Linked DNA regions of Columba livia: region 2 is linked to region 1. A link is a contact called in public Hi-C data. All regions are on one chromosome and are shown on one strand. The core of a region is the stretch at or near the end of the contact, and the rest is flanking DNA. Distances in the headings are between cores, read along the strand shown. Region 1 holds the start of COL14A1 (collagen type XIV alpha 1 chain). Region 2 holds the start of MTBP (MDM2 binding protein).

Evidence for each region. Hi-C and Micro-C count contacts between places; a contact is called where the count stands out from the background.
Region 2: a Hi-C map of crop shows a contact between it and region 1, with 6 times the contacts expected there. The contact joins the promoter of MTBP here to the promoter of COL14A1 in region 1. A contact is called at or near these places in 2 of 2 Hi-C or Micro-C datasets (crop and liver).

The regions. Positions count from the first base shown.
Region 1 is chr2:148,557,937-148,561,055 of bColLiv1.pat.W.v2, reverse strand. COL14A1 (collagen type XIV alpha 1 chain) reads right to left here and starts at 1,395. Exons shown (of 48, transcript XM_065054335.1): 1 at 1,149-1,395.
Region 2 is chr2:148,723,623-148,726,708 of bColLiv1.pat.W.v2, reverse strand. It overlaps MTBP (MDM2 binding protein), which reads right to left and starts at 1,816. Exons shown (of 22, transcript XM_065054344.1): 1 at 1,673-1,816; 2 at 1,033-1,113; 3 at 1-25. The coding sequence starts at 1,727. MRPL13 (mitochondrial ribosomal protein L13) reads left to right here and starts at 1,747. Exons shown (of 7, transcript XM_005507277.3): 1 at 1,747-1,909; 2 at 2,550-2,673. The coding sequence starts at 1,883.

The sequences.
Region 1 (3,119 bases), core at 146-2,645:
ACAGAACACCTCTGGGAACAGAGGCCGAACTTTCCCAAGCCAAGAGCCGTTCCCGTGGGGTGAGCGCCGCTCCCCCTGTGCCCACAGCTGCTCCCTGAGGCCGGCTCCCCAGGAACGGGGCACCTTCTCCCGAGGGAACAACCTGTCTTCGAGGTGCCCCAGTACTGGAGAAACCCCAGGGACGTCTTCATGCTCTGTGCCGCCCCGGCAAGGAGGCTGAGCCGCCTGGGCGCAGCCCTGGCACCTCTCCCCGAGGCTGGCAGGTTAGCGCTGCCCTCCCGCGCACCAGCCCTCTCGGTAGCTCGTTACGGAGCGGTGTGACCCTGCGTCCAGCCGCTGCCCGGGAACGGGCACCCGCTTCTCGGCTCGACATCCCACTGGGCGAAAGGAAAAGCGCGACCTGCCCCGGCACCACCGCGGCCCCGAGGGAGCCGCCGGGCCCGCCGTCATGGCCGCCCCCACGCGGGACGGGCGGGAAAGCGCGGAGGAGTCGGCGGGGCGGGGATTCCGCCCCGGCTCTGACAGACCCGCCGGCGGTGCCGCGACACGGCGGGCGCGTTTCGCTCGCCTCCCGCAGCCCCCGCAGACACGGGGGCCGCGGCTCACAAACGCGGCGCCGCTCCTGAGCCCCCGCCTCCCACGCGAATTCCCACGCAAGTTCAGAAAAGGGCAGCGGGGAGTGCGTTACGTCCGCCGAGCTGAGGCGAGGGTCGGGGCCTGAGAAACCCAGCGGCCCGCTGGCAGCCCCCAGCAGACCCCGCTGCAATATTCCCCCCAGGCTGAGAAGCCGGGGCGCAGCGATCTGCTCCGACGTGCCGCGGCAGGGAGGATGCACCCGCAGGGGCGATGCAGGCAGCAACCAGACCCTCCGTTTTAAAGAGCGGCCGGTTACTTTGTAATTATGATTATTTATAAAAGAAAGGCTTTTGCAGCAGTTTCTAAGGAGCTCCCCCTCCCCGCCCCAGGTGCGCCGCTTCCCACCCCTCCATCCTCACACAGCTCTCCCCTCCGGGGCTTCGCGCCGGCCGCCGCGGTGGTGGCCGGGCAGGTGTGCGGGAAGCGCTCCTGACCCCTCCACCGGCTTTATCTCCCCGGAGCCAGCCCCCCGCCCCAGCCCTCGAAGGAGACGACGCGGAGCTCACACCGACCTGCGCAGACACCAGCGGGGGAGCGGCCGCTGGGGGTGCGCTCAGGCGGGGCTGCGGGTGCTGAGCCGGCTGCGGGAGCGCCGCTTCCCTCCCCTCTGGCCGCTCTTCCCCTCGCCGCGCCGCATCTGATAAGGCAAAAAGGGAGCGAAAGGAGGCGGGCAATTATAGCGCAGAAAGTGGAAAGAAGGGGTGGGGGAAAGAGGCATGAGCGGTGCCTCCGCCCCCGAGCCCGAGCTCCGCGGCGGGGGCGCGGCCAGGTGCGCGGGGAGGCAGGGCCGGGGTGGGACCCCGGCGGGGCGGGTTTGGGGCAGCGTTACAAGCGCAGGTGCTGGGCTTGTCAGTGTCATCTTTCTTCTGGTTTTGCTACTTTTTAACTCACTTCCCTCTCCCCGAAGTTTCTCGTTCACTTCGTTTTAAGTGATTTAAAAGGTGTCAAGCAGTACGGCTTGGAATGCAAGTATCCCCCGGTGCCGGGTATTGCGATGTGTAGATTAATGATTCATCGGGGAAATATTTATATTAAAGTGTTCCAGTACTTGTCTGGCTTAGTATAAACCTTGATTAAAAGCGTCATAGTACATATGCACATTCTTGCCATATGTACAGACACTGCAGTGGGGATGTGCAATTGCAGAATCAATATTCATATAGAAATATGAGTATCTTTACGGTATACCCCACTGAATTTACAATTAAGGCCACTGCTCACAAAGTCCCAAGAATTTAAGAGGTGAATGAAAATATTAATTTCAACATGCCTGGTCATCTGTATACAGTTACAAATGAAATCACTGAAGGATTTTAGTTAAGAAACAACAGGCATAGGTGAAACAAGAGATGTGCAACCCTTTCTTAAAATAGGAGCCCCTTTTAGGGAAGGGGAAGGCAGCAAGTCCCAGGGAGATGACAGTGACTGTAAAGCAAGACCTATTGTTGTTGAGTAGGATTCCACAGTGCTGCAGACTCATGTCCAGATTCACAGTGCACAGGTATCTTTCCACTAAAACTGCAGCTTTTTAAAAAAACTCTTTAAGTGCAGTTGTTTTCTATAGCAAAGGTTAAAAAGCATTCTTAGATCTGAAAAGCATCTCCCAGCTCTAGGAATCGGGAGATCCTGTCATCTGCAGTTATTCTTTTGCACCGCCAGCTGTGTGCAATGGCAAGACTTGTACCAGTCAAGAAGAGATAAGCCGCAAGATAACAACTCCTCTGAAGCAATAAGAAGTTCAGCTTATCGATGCTAAATGTGATATATTTTGTACCTTTTCAGTCCCTGATTTATGTATATAGCTAAACAATAATATCCAGAAGACAAGGAAGCAGATGGATACATCTATTTGCAATGCCCTTCAAGACTTGGTAAATGTAGAGAGATAAATCAGGGCAGGACAAGGAGCAGCCTGCCAAAGGGAGAATTTGGCTCCCTTTCTCTCATTTTTTTTTTTTTCCGGATTTATAACGTAGAATGCAAAGTCCATGAGCACCACCCTGTGGCTGCAGCTGGTCGGAGTACTGGGACTCAGTGGAAAGTCCTGAGGATCCTGCTGACCGGTAAATAGATTCCATAACTATTTGCAGCCCTCAAATGACTTTATGCTTTAATTTTTAATCACCCGTTTGCATCAGAAATAAAGTTAATATTTTAAGCTTATGCAAAATGTGTACTTTCAAGGGTAAGTCGGCTGATTTTATTAATATCAGTTTATTTACACTATTTGTCCACTTTTTAGAGTGAATCACAGTTGTTACCATTGAGCTTTACTCAGCTTACTCTGGAAACCATGATAAATCTTGTGTAGGGCAACGAAGATGATTAAGGGAGTGGAGCATCTCCCTTATGAGGAAAGGCTGAGGGAGCTGGGGCTCTTTAGCTTGGAGGAGACTGAGGGGTGACCTCATTAATGTTTATAAATATATAAAGGGTGAGTGTCACCAGGATGGAGCCAGGCTCGTCTCAGTGACAACCAATGA
Region 2 (3,086 bases), core at 567-3,066, 170 kb before region 1:
CCTGGAATGCCAGCCACTGAACATGCTGAAAAGAGATTAAGCAATTATTTACATTAATCAATCCACTACAATCTGTTCTTATTATAATGAACATCTTTGTTGAAATACTATACAAGTCATTTAATGTGCCACAGTGACTAAATTCTACTTTACTTTAGCATCATAATTCAGGTTTAAACATTAAGGTGCAGGTAAGTGTGCAGGCAAATATCTAACTATTAATGATCTGCTAATAAGTAAGAAAGTTTTTGATCTCCTCTCCATTCTGTTCGACATTGTTCTCCATTGGCAGAAGTTGTGTGATACCGAAACTAAATCATGACTTTCATAAATAGGTTTATGCAGTTCACAAAATGACATACTCTCTCAACACTTCTATGCAATAAAAAGCCCAACATTTGAAAACAGCCTACCATTCCCATCTTCATTAATTTTAACAGCTTAGAGTGGTTCCCTCACATGAATCAGAGTTAGATGACAGCTAAGAAAATGAGGTGCATCTTAACAGCTTAACACTAGATATCCAAAACATGTAAAGATCTACGAAAGTATTTGTTTACCAAATGACCCCCCAAAACATAAAGGTCCTAAAGCAGATCTTCAGAAGTCTATTTCAAGATGATAAAATGATTTAATACATATTAACAGATTACGGTTCTGAATTGCTACACAACAAATATTGCTTTCACTAAAAACATTAGAAGACATCATAGAAGTGATGAAAATATCAAGCTGCCCACTGACATGAGAAACAAGCCCTTTTCTGCTCTTACTTGCTGTTAAGACACATTGAAATTTGTCAGGCTTTCAAAATTCTTGTCTAAAGCTATTTAATCATTTCCTAACAGCTCAGCTGCTGACGTGACATCAGTTTTCCACAGAACCAGCAGCAGCAGTCCTGCCCGCAGGTTTAGCCACACCGCAGAAGTTGGGTTTCCTTAACTTTCTGACTCATTTCACCGAGATCACATGTGTCCAGGCCAATTCCTCGGCAATATTTGTCTTTACCTTACTGTACATTTCTATATTTACCTGGGAAGGTGCTCACATCTGTGTTTATAGCTGAGTTACAGCTTTCTTTCAGAAACTGATAAATGTTTGCAGCAGTCCCAGCTGGGGAAAAAGAAAAAAAGAAAGGGTTTTCTTCAATCCACTAATTACTGAAGTTAAGTCTTGCTTTCTTGCAAATACACTATTATAAAGTTACTTTAATATTAGCAGTCTGGTGGTTTGGACTAGATGACCTTTAAAGGTCCCTTCCAACACAAACTTCTCTATGATTCTATGTATTTAAAAAAGAAAAAAAATAAAAAAGTCAGCTACAAATTTGAAGACGTGTAAAGAAACAAATTTTGTAAAATTCTCGTTAAAGTAGTGGCGATCTCAGGAATGCTATAAGGAGTTATATAGCAGTGTCACACTAAAACACAACCCCCACAAGTTTAGGTTTAAGGTATTACATTTAAAAAAAAAAAAAGAAAGAAAGAAAAGCAGAGGAGGGGGGGAGATTTAACGAGGTAGGGACCCAGAAAGCCCGCAAGGGTGCAGGTCCCAGACCAGCGGCCGTAAAGAAAATCCTCCCTAAGGGCGGCCGGACGGGCCCCGGGCTCCCCACACGCGCGGCCTCCACGTCCCGTCCCGTCCCGTCCCGTCCCGTCCCCTGCGGCCGTACCTGCCCCTGGGCCCCGGCGCTGCCCCCAGCTCAGCAGCAGCACGTAGCGATCCATGCCCGGACGGGGACGAAGCCGCCGCCGCTCCGAACAGCCCGCGCTGCCGGCTTCGCACCGCCCCTACCAGGGCAGCGCTTCCGCTTCCCGCCGGTGCGGCGGCCAAGGGGCTCCGCTTCCCTTCCCTTCCCCTCAGCCGCGGCGGGAGGGCGGCCATGGCCAGTTACACCAAGGCGGCCCAGGTGAGCGCGGCCTCTCCCCCTGGACGCGAGGGGACGCGGCGGCGGGAGCGCGGTGGCCGCCATGGCGAGGAGAGCGGCCGTGAGGGAGCGGGCGGGCGCCGGGCCGGAGCAGCACCAGGGCCCCGGGGTGGCGGGCGGACTTGTCACGGAGCGGCCGTGTTCGCCCTGAGGGGCCTGCTGGCGGTGTGACTGTCTGACTGACTGACTGTGAGGAACAAGGTGCCAGCTGCAGGCGGCTCAGGCTGTTCGTGTTCACAGAACTACGTTCGGGGGAGTTGTGCCCTGTTCACTGAGAGGGAAGAAGATGTTGGGCATTAAATGGCCTGGTTTTCCAGGTCAATTAGCCGTAATGGAAGACTTGTAGCAAGAGAGATTAATTTTTGAAACAAAAGGCTTGGAGCTGGTAATCTTTCAGTGCTATTACCACCACATACATTGGAAGCACACACAGCAGTGGTTGTATCACAGTGTGTAGCAGCATTCTCCACCCATTTAAAGATTATTTAGGAGGGATATTGTTGAATATTCACATTTCTTCTAGTATTTTGGAGTTTAAAAGAAGTCGATCTAATTAGAGAGGCTAGATTTATGTATGGTACTGTGTTCTTAATATGTTAAGTACTACCTCTCTCTCTTTTAGCAATGGGCTACCTTTGCCAGAGCCTGGTATCTGCTCGATGCGAAGATGCAGCCACCAGGAAAAATAGCAGCTGCAGCTGTCATGAGGCTTGAAGGCAAGCATAAACCTATTTATCATGCACTAAGTGAGTATTGCAACAGATAAAAGTAAATTTGCTTTCCATCACTTGTATTTTTCTTCTGATTTCAGTTTTAAAATCAAGCCTGATACATGAAGATACATTTTGCAATTGTTTGCAAATTATGTCTTCGTTTTCCTTCTCATCTTTTTCCTTCATACCCCTCTACAACTTTTTTTGTTGTCTTTACCAATTCATATAAAGCTTCTTATGAATACATCATTTAGTTTTAGTAGCCAAATCACAGTACATTGTGCTTCCATTTTTTAAAAAAAACCTTGAAATCTGTTTTGTTGCATTGATATTAAATGTAAGGATTTAATTCACAGTTCATGTAACGAAATACTGATGTGATTCTTGATTAGATTTTCTGAATGCTACCCTTCAGCAGCTATACAATGCCATAGGGTCTTCCATAG